Linked DNA regions of Mus musculus: region 1 is linked to region 2. The links are chromatin contacts, called in public HiChIP or PLAC-seq maps. All regions are on one chromosome and are shown on one strand. Each heading gives the region's core, a stretch centred on a gene start, on an enhancer-like site or on the middle of the called end of the contact. The rest is flanking DNA. Distances are from core to core; before and after follow the strand shown. Region 1 has its middle 70 kb from the start of Gm39459. Region 2 holds the start of Rpl14 (ribosomal protein L14).

The links. HiChIP or PLAC-seq counts read pairs in DNA pulled down with a chosen protein or histone mark.
Region 1: a contact with region 2 is called in a FOXA1 HiChIP or PLAC-seq map of pancreatic cancer cells. The contact joins the enhancer-like site here to the promoter of Rpl14 in region 2. A contact is called at or near these places in 4 of 484 Hi-C or Micro-C datasets (the G1E-ER4 cell line, Th1 cells and embryonic stem cells), 5 of 115 datasets of contacts at active chromatin or transcription factors (embryonic stem cells, memory CD8 T cells, pancreatic cancer cells and 1 more) and 2 of 9 other capture datasets (adipose tissue and liver).

What each region holds. Positions count from the first base shown.
Region 1 is chr9:120,762,213-120,767,261 of GRCm38.p6, forward strand. No RefSeq gene overlaps it. Among named protein-coding and RNA genes, the nearest start is that of Gm39459, 70 kb to the right of the region's middle. Within about 2 kb of position 1,954, at least 30 of the 459 cell types and tissues checked have an H3K27ac peak or open chromatin away from gene starts, as enhancers often do. A contact at or near this core is called in pancreatic cancer cells, where this site is marked.
Region 2 is chr9:120,568,698-120,573,758 of GRCm38.p6, forward strand. Rpl14 (ribosomal protein L14) reads left to right here and starts at 2,820. Exons shown (of 6, transcript NM_025974.2): 1 at 2,820-2,844; 2 at 3,399-3,500; 3 at 4,071-4,165; 4 at 4,879-4,978. The coding sequence starts at 2,842.

The DNA of each region.
Region 1 (5,049 bases), core at 704-3,203, 190 kb after region 2:
AGCACCCATATGGCAGCTCACAACCGTCCATTCCAGTTCTAGACACTCATGCAAGCAAAATATCAATGAACATAAGATGAAATTCAAATAAAACAGAAACAAATAAAATAATAATAATAATAAACCCAAAAGCCATCTCTACTGCTTCATTTAAAATGTCAGAAATTCAAATATTAATTGATTTAGAGCTAGAGGGATACATCTGCCCAGCCTGGATTTTGCATATGTTATTCATAAACAGAGAAATTAAAAATAACCCAGAAAGAAAAATGTCATTTATCACTATGACATATTCCCGCAGGGAAGTACCATTCCTCTACAAGCACGGGAGAAGAGAAAGGACAGCAACATACTCAACGTCATCTTTTAGACAAAGAGGCCACCTGGCATCCTGTCCCCAGGAGAGGAGGAAGTGGGAAAATAAGGACAAGAGGGAGGGGCCTGTGCTTCAGGGTGCTGTCAATCACAGCAAATGGATTGCTGGTGTCAGTCACTTGCTTGGCTGAAGAAGAGGCAAACAGAACAAGGGGCTCAGTAGTTAAGGGCACGCACTGCACTTGCTGAGTACCCAAGTTCAATCCCCGGCACCCACACTAGGCAGATGTGTTTTCCTTGTGACGATTTCATACATACACTTTGATCATATACATGCCTGCCATATAGGACCATCTTCCTAGACAAACGACCACCATCTTCAGATTAGCTGTGCCCACTACCAAAATGGTATCACTGGTGGTCTTGAGGACTCTGGACATTCCCTCAGTAATGGGTTGGGGAGGGTCAGAGGACCCTCACCTGAGGTTCCAGCCACCTCTCCCAGGCAGTTGCATGCAGTTGTGTCCAAGCTGCCTGTGGTCTCATGAGGTGCAAGAGTTAATATGCTGAAGAAGCTCCATCTACAAGGTAGTAGGGAAGCCATCAACTACGCTGGACCAACTTTTCAGCACGGCTACTGTCGGGTCACCCACTCTCCTGGGAGTAATCCTGCCCCTGTGCTCTGTAGGGAAGGCTGACACACTCTCTGGTTCCCAGGGCGAGCTTGGTGGGATCTCACTTTAGCTTGTTCTTGGGGTCTTATGAAGACCGGTGGCCTTACTTACATCTCCCCTGGGTGGGCTCTGTGCAACAGTGCCTTCCTTGTCTGGTTACGTGCAGAACATGGAGGGAAGATGGCACTCTTAACTCATCCCGTGTCACTTGGGCATGGCACTGGCCTGGAGTCTTGGATTCTGGACTCTGGTTTTGGTTCTAACCGAGTATGCAAACAATTTCTCCAGGTCCCCATAACCATGACACCCCGTGAACTCCACCCCTCTCACTCAATTGGTAAGAGTCTTCATCTTAAATATTAAAAAAAAAAAAAAACTAGATAAGATCGTTCCTGGAACTTTCTAAAGTCACCCTATTGATTGAGTGTTTTGATGTTTTTAACCCATTGGGTATTGTTGAGGTTGATAATTCGGGGTGGGTGAGGAGGTGAATTTTTCTGACCAGAGTTCCATGCCTGTAGTACCAGAATCTATTTAAGCCAGATAGCCCATGTTTAAGATGGGTAGCCCGTGACTTTTGAGGCATTACAAGGTCAGAATTCTGAGTCACGGGAAAAGTTAATATAACCCCCAAGGTGTGGCCAGCACTGGAATTTCCATAGTCTGAGAACCATATTCTTTGAGGGTAGGCTTGTTCTCTTGGGGGAAGGGATGCAGCTGGGACCAGGCTCAGCAGAGGAGAGCCACAAGTTGACTGGGAGCTAGAGTCCAGCTGTCCCTGTTTCTACGAATTGTGGCAAATGGGAGATCTGCTTAAAGACCTGTCAGTGCAGCCTGCTGTGTGCTCAGGAAGACTCTAGTGTCACTCTTTGCTTTGGGTGGGACATCCCTCAATTCTTCCCTGCTTTGCCTTAGTCATAGGTGGCAGCTGTGCATACTGCATTTCCTGGGCCTCCTGCTCTGCCAGTTTTTGCTTAGGTTTGCCCAATGGAGGGCAGGGCAGACAGGACTTTGGGAAGAGGCAGGGAACATAACTACCTCTGCCACTCTCAACGCAGCTCTCCGGCAGTGGCTGTACCTTGTTGGTAGATTGAGTTCTCTCTCTCTCACCTTTGCTCATCCAGTCCTAACCAATCTTGAGGTCCCCCCTGTCTACCAGCACAGCATTGTACTGTACCCCAGTCCCTGTCTGGAGCAGCTGACATAGGGTCTGCTCCCTGTCTGAATCTCTTAAAGTGGTCCAGTTTGTATTACTTTACGGTCCCCACTCCAAACGGTCCAAAAGACCACAGACTTGTTGCCAAGACTGCCCTCCCTTGGGCCTGAACAGCCCAAGTGGGATTCAACTTCAGATTCCTAGAGAGCAAATTCTTCACAAAGCAAGCAGTGCCCCGGAGTTTGAGCTCAAGGTCACACGAAGGCAACTCACATTCTGCCTCCTGACTTTGGAAAAAAGCAGCTGGAACATGGCACCCCCACCCACTCATGAAAGGTCAACAGGCATCTTCATAAAATGGCAACATTTCACATGGCTGGGCTGGGCCTCCGGAAGGATTTCCCACATGACACATTGTGTCTCTTCTTGGAGAATGGTGATATTTGCTACAGGCATCTAATAGAGCTTGAAATTGCCCTGGCGAGCTGTTTACTCTTCTCCAGAGTGGCTCTGGGCTGCGGGCCGTGTTGATCTAACGCTGCCGCCGTTGCTTTCATTAAGTAAGCCCTCACACTTCCAAAGTGCGCCGTAAGCTCTGTAAATATTTTATTAGCCTTTGTAATTAGTCATGTCCTCTCACAGCACTGCTGGGAAGTGGGTCAGTGGGGCTGTGGTGGCCCTCCTCTCACCACCCAAGTCAGTGAGAAACTTCCAGAGGTGGAACTTAGCCTTGAACTGGAGGCCAGTGGGTACCGTGGTTCCTTCCTGGGATAGTCAGGAATGGAGCTTGCTGGAGCTTTTGGAAAATGTGAAGTCCAGTGATGAGCACTAAGGACCTGTGTCCTTGCCCAGTGGGACGGGACTGCCTCTGCCTGGGGCTGGGTTGAGTGTGGAGAAAGGAAAAGTCCAGAATGTGTGGATAGCACACAGAAGCTTCTAGAACATGGCAGCCATTCTGTAAAAGCAATTTCATCCGTTCTCCCTTCCTCTGCCCTCCTCCTACATCGAGGCTTGATGTATTCATTCTTGGAGAGGAGGTGGAGGAGATCCATGCCAGCTGCAGTCTTCAAGGAATGTGGTCCAGCGGTGGGAACTGTAAGAGCTCTTAAACTGTGGGAGTTCCCTGTGGACATGCGCAGTGGTTTCAATGAGACCAGCTCCCACAAGCTCAGTATTTGCATGCTCAGTCCCCAGCTGATGAACTGCTAGGGAAGGACTAGGAGGTGTGGCCTTCTTGAAGTAGAGGTGACCTTGCTGGAGGATGTGTGTCACTATGGGTGGACTTTGAGGTTTCAAAAGCTCATGCCAGCCCCAGTGGCTCTTTGCCTGTTGCCTGAGGATCAGGATGCAGGGCTCTCAATTCCTTCTCCAGCACCAAGCCTGCCACGCCCGTTGATAATGCACTAAGCCTCTGAAACTGTAAGCGAGCCCTCAATTTAATGCCCTTGGTCATGTGTTTCGGGAAATATTAAGAAGAAATGGCAAGTTCCGTGCCATGCCCTGGTTCTCTCTGTCCCAGTGATGTTGCAGGCAATATCCAACCTGTTTATGTTGATATTTTTGAATATCTGCATGTGTGTTCATGTGTGTGTGTGTGTGTGTGTGTGTGTGTATGTGCATGCACACACATGCATGTGGTGGTCAGCGGTCACACTTGGGTGTTGTTCCTTAGGAGTCATCCACCATGTTCTTTGAGACAGGTTCTCTCACTGAGACCCAGGCTCATGGCTCAGACTAGATTGTCTGGCCAGTCAGCACCAAGGAGCCTCCTGTGTTACCTCCAGCCCCCACATGCCCTGCTCTAGGTATAGAACTCAAGACTGAATGCTATCCAGCGAGCACTCTGCTGACTGAGCTGACACACCAGCACTGGATATTAATTTTAAGACATATTTTTCAGGGTAGAATAAAACCACATAGAGCTACTAAGTCAGCTATTGTTGAAACTTTTTCACTATGAAAGCTTTTTAGCTCCTTGATGACGTCAGATGATGGAAGATCAAGGAACCTGCAGCTGCTGTGATTTGAGTGCTCCCCTATTTGAGCTCTCTCCCTTTTGTGTGCTCCTCCTTTTGAGTGTTCCTCTTTTGAGTGCTCCTCTTTTGAGGGTTCTCCTTTTGCGTGCTCCCCTTTTGAGAACCCCCCTTTTAGTGCTTCCCCTTTTGCTCTGCTGTGCTTTAACCCCCAAAGACTACCATTGCTCAGTCTTCTCCTCATTTCACAGCTCAGGTCTTGAATTCAGTTCTGCAGTGATGCCTTGGTTTTTCACTGCTTCCATTTTCCTGGTGCAGGTTTGAATGAACATCATCAGAATCAACAGTTAGCCACTATTTGGTTTTAAGTGTGTTTGAACTTTATGCCAATGCAAATTTTGTTTACTTAGAGTCTCTTGCCTTGGTTTTAAAGGCATCTCATTTGTGATTCTTAGATTAAGTAGTGTACTGGTTTCCTTTCAGTTGCTGTGATCAACACCTCAACCAAAAGCAACTAGGGAAGAAAGGGTTATTTGGCTTATACTTCCAGGTCACAATCCATCACCTATGGCAGTGAGGGCAGGAACCCAAGACAGGAGCTCGAAGCAGAAACCATGAAAGACTTGTGTTCACTGGCTGACTCCTCCTCAGGCACATGCTGTGCTGTTTCTTACCCAGTTGTTCAGCACTACCTGCTTAGGGAATGGTGCCACCCACAGTGGGCTGGGCCCTCCTGAATCCATTAACTATCAAGACAGTTCCTCACAGACATGTGCACTGACCAAACTGATGAAAGCACTTTTTTTTTTCCAGGTAACTAGGCTGTGCCAAGGTGACAGTCTTGCTATCTATGACATGCTTTCACTTTTCTTTCTTTCTTTTCTGGTTTCTATTAGACTCATTGTTCCTGGTTTATCTCTTTTCTAGAATG
Region 2 (5,061 bases), core at 1,570-4,069:
CACTGTCCCAGCTATCCCAACTCTAATGGCCCTTATGGCTGTGCTCCTCCTACGGATACCCAGACCCTACACCATACCCCAAGTGTCTACCATGAAGACACACACAGTCTCACACACACACATACACACATACTGTCTCACACATACTCTAGTACTACACACTCACACACACACACACAGAGCACCCCAGACAAGACCCCTGGCTCTCCACTACAGCTCACACTGAGGTAGTGTTTTTCACACGTTCACACCTAATCTCCAGCTCAGACCTGAAAGCACTGGTACAGTGGTGGGACTGCAAGTGTGTTCCACAACACCCAGCATACAGAGGAAACTCTTAAATGCCATTTCACAGAGGGAAAGAGATAAGAGGTTAATCTAACCAATATCTCAACGCCAGAGAGGGGCCCAGGGAGGAGCTGAGTCAGCTCACTGCAGTGCTGCCCAATCAGGCCTGTCTCACTCCCCACCCCCAGCTCTGGGATTACAAGATAATTCTACCACACCTAGCTGTCTTTCTTTCTTTTTCCTAATGTGGGCTCCAGGAGTTGAACTAGGTTCTCATGGCAAGCTCCTTACCAAGTAGGCCACTTCCCCTACTTGTTTTCTTTTCTTTTTTTTTTTGTTTTATGAGACAGGGTTTCTCTGTGTAGCCCGGGCTGTCTTGGAACACACTCTGTAGACCAGGCTGGCCTCGAACTCAGAGATCTGCCTGCCTCTGCCTCCTGAGTGCTGGGATTAAAGGCGTGTGCCACCACGCCCGGCTCCATACTTTGTTTTCATTTGAGAAAGTTTTGCCATGTGGCCCGGCTGGTGCTTACTATGTATGCCAGGCTAATCTCAAGCTCTTGGCACTTTCTACCCAAGCCTGCTGCGTGCTGGGATTATAGCCATGCACCACTGCACATGGCTTATATGCAATATTTTTACTTGTGAATTTGAGGTTTCATCTAAGGCTTCCTTTCCAAAAAAAAAAAAAAAAATGACCTAATAATAAAAAAAATCAAGGAAATATAAGAGCTGCATGTTTAAGAACAACAGGTGAACTTTTTTCTTTCCCTGAACCACTGTGATTGACTTTAAGTGTATTCATTTTGGTAGTTTGGGGTTTGAATCCTGGTTCCCACGTGCCCCAGGAAAACTCTTCCCTGCTCTGCCACACTCCCGAGTCCACTGCTGGTTGGTTCCTGTCTCATCCCCCAAGCTCCCGGCAGTGAAGCTTTCCAGGACCGAGCTCTCCAGGACCCGCCGGCCGAGTGCATGAGTTGCAGGTGGCAAGGATTCTCCGTCCCTCTTGTCTGGAACATCTTTTCACTGAGCTCTCGGCATCTGTCCTGACTGAGAGCTTTTCCTTGGGATTCCTCACTCAGTACCGCTTCACTCTTCAGCAAAAGCAGACTCGTTAGGATGAGGAATTTATTGAGAGAGGCTGGCAGCTCATAATCTTCTGTTAACTCCTGTTCCAGAGGATGTGATGCCCTCTCCTGGCCTCTGCAGGTACTAAGTTTGTTTGCGCTTGGTGCTCACAAACACCCATACACATAAAATAAAATAAAATAAAATAAAATAAAATAAAATAAAATGTCTGAAATGGGGTTCGTTCAGAGCCACAGAGATGACTAGCAGTTGAATGCTTTCTTGAGTTCTGTTTCCAGCTCATTCATAGCTCTAGCTTTAATGGCCTCCAAGGGGACTATTCCTCCACACACATAAAAGAGTATGTAAAGTGCTTAATGTTGTAAAGGCCTGAATTTGGATCCCCATCACACACATGAAGAGTTAGGAAGAGTTAGGATCGATGGCCTGCAGTGGTCATCCTGGGGAGGTAGAGACAAGTGTGCCCCTGGGGCTCAGTGACCAGCATGCCTATCTGAACTGGCAAACTCTGGGTTCAGTGAGAGGCTGTCTCATAAAGACCGGAAGAAGAGTGACTGAGGAAGGCACCCAGTGTGCTCCTTTGCTCTTGTTTACTTGACACAGCTAGGGTCCTCTGGGAGGAGGGAGCCCCACTTGGAGGAATGCCTCCATAAGAGGCATATCTGTGAAATATATTCCCTTTCCCCCGCCCGCCTCCCCCCACCCCCCGGCCTATTTATTATATGTAAGTACACTGTAGCTGTCTTCAGACACCCCAGAAGAGGGCGTCAGATCTCACTACAGATGGTTGTGAGCCACCATATGATTGTTGGGATTTGAACTCAGGACCTCTGGAAGCGCAGTCAGTGCTCTTAACAGCTGAGTCATCTCTCCAGCCCTGTGTCTTTGGACTTTTAAGACAATGTCTCAGTATGTCTCCTTGGTAGGGGAAGCGGCCTTAAATCCAGATTTGCTTCCGCCTCTGCCTCCCGAGGGCTGGGATTAAGGGCGAGCGCCAGCACCCTCGGCTGTGTCTTAATTATATCCTGTGTATACAGAAGAAAAGGGAAGTGGGCTGGGGACAGACAGTTCATCCTATGAGTCCTTCCTATCCCTAAAGTTCTCAGGAGTGACCGCCCTGTCATGCCAACATTTGGGAGACTGAGGCAGGAGCATTGCTGCGAGCGAGCCTGCTTGGATTATACAGTGTGGAAGGCCTACACTAAAAGGCCTTGTCCCCAAAATCCCAAACCCAAACAAAATAGAAAGGAGAAATTACAACGCCAAGCTCACTGCACGTGTCTGAGGAGAAGCAGTCCATAGAGAGCCGGAACCGCCATGTCATAACCCAGTGAGCATGCGTAAAAGCACGCACGTTTCCCCGTCGACCAATCGGTGGGCACGCTGGACGTCGGGGGCGGGGCTTCTGCCGACACATGCGCACGGCAGGGCGGGCCCTCTCTCTTCTCGCTGAGCGCCGCCAACATGGTGAGTGTGTGTGCCGAGAGCTCCGAGTGCGGCCGTCGCGACGCCCGTCTTCTGCCCCGGGCGGGGGAGCCCCGGCGTGGAGTGGCTCTGCGCGACCCGGCCAGCGCGTGGGGAGGCAGCGGGGCGTGGAACCCAGCCCGCAGGGAGCGCGGCTCGCGTGGACCGCACTACCGGGGCCACGCGTGCGCAGTGGCGGGAGTGGCTGGGCCTGAGGTCCGGGGATGGCGGCGCTGCTGCGGCCTCGGACCTGCCCGGCGGCCTGGCTCCTCATGAGCTCCCTTCAGTTCTTTTTCTCCGGAAAAAGCGAACCGGGGAGTGGTTCAGTGGATTGAACGATGAATTAATTGTATGAGAACTAAAGGAGTATCAAACATGGGTAAGAGCGGATCCAGGGAGCTCGTGTGCTGGGAAAGTGGCCACGGGATACTTGAAGTTAAAAAATGCTGGCTACTAAGTTCAAACTCGTCTCCCAGGGCGGCCCCGAGCCCTGTGTTGCCGGTAAGCAGCGGACTTGGAATATTTAAAGCCAACCCTTGTTTCTTTTCCTGTTTTAGGTGTTCAGGCGTTACGTGGAGGTTGGCCGGGTGGCCTACATTTCCTTCGGGCCCCATGCTGGAAAGCTGGTCGCAATTGTAGATGTCATTGATCAGAACAGGGTACGTGTGGGACGGAGTATTTTACAATCTTTATTTAACGTGGCCGTAAGATCGACAGCACCGTAGATGTTACTCAGGGTAGCTAGAGTGGTCCTTGGGTGGAGTTCTTTAGATTACAGGTTTACCATTGAGGAAACACTGGCCACGGAGTTTGAAGCACTGGGTAGAGTTAGCTCATCTTACAGCACTAATTCACCGGGTAAACGAGGCAGGCAAATGCAGGTGAGTTTAAATGAGGTAACTGAGAAGACTTCAGTGAGCTGGAGGTGCGGCTCTGTTGGTAGAGTGCTTGCTAGAGTCCCTGGATTCTAAAGATAGATGTGGCTCCTGCTACCTCAGGCTCTGGGAGGATAAGGTAGGAGAAGCAGGAGTTTGCCACTAGCCTGGGCTGCTTGACCTTGTCTGAAAATACCACAGTGGAGGCTTTTAGGATACTGGGTTCACAAACGTGCATTTTCTTCATTTGAATGGTAATGTACATTTCGTCCAGAAAGGGCTAGAAATTACGTAGAGGTTACAGCCATCTTGAACTTTAGATGCCTGTCTGAGGTCCTTGATTTTGTATCCTAGGCTTTAGTGGATGGACCCTGTACTCGGGTGAGGAGGCAGGCCATGCCCTTCAAATGCATGCAGCTCACTGACTTCATCCTCAAGTTCCCACACAGGTAACACCTTGTTCTAAGTTGCTTTTCAGTTTGGTGCCACAGTCTATATATACACGGATAATACAGATGGTTTGGAGCCAACCAAGGAAAGGGGCCTATATCTAACAAACAGACTTACTGACTTAAAATTGCCCAGGTCGTTTTGCCATTATGAAGTTCCTGTTTGGGTCCCGTGTCTCCCCCCCCCCCACACACACACACACACAATAAGTTCCGTGAAAATGTCTGCTCTCATATATCCAAATTGGCCCCAAATTTGCAGTCTTCTGGTCTGAGTCACCTTAGTGATGGGGTTTGTTGTGTTTTAGAGGGGTGCAGATTAAGACTGTCCTGCAGCACTGTGTGGTTGTCATCAGCAATGATTGGTACAATGAAGCACCTGCTGTAATGAGCCACCACAGAGTGGATTTAACCTGGGTGGTCTCTGAGACAGATGCCAACTGAGGGGTGCTGGTGGAGTGGTTATGGTCACCATGTACCGGAGTGACTACAGGTGAATCTAGGGTTCACCGAAGCGCAGAAGTTTTTAGTGGTTAAGAAACTTAGCCAAGTTAATGTGCAAAATATAGCAGGTGTAAGGAGCAGCTTTTGTTATTTACAAAGGGACATGGTTTTATGCACACGTGTGAGCAGTGGTAAGTGTACTTTGAAATATTTTTTTGACATGACCTACCATAAAGCTGATTGAGTAATATGTGACTTGATCTTCATAGTGCCCGCCAGAAGTATGTCCGAAAAGCTTGGGAGAAGGCGGATATCAATACGAAATGGGCAGCCACAAGATGGGCCAAGAAAATTGATGCCAGAGAAAGGGTAAAGGCACAAAGCTTTGAGTTCTGGAGGGCGGGATGTGCTTGAGATGTCAGGGGAGATCAGTTGAGTTTTGTTTTTCTTTT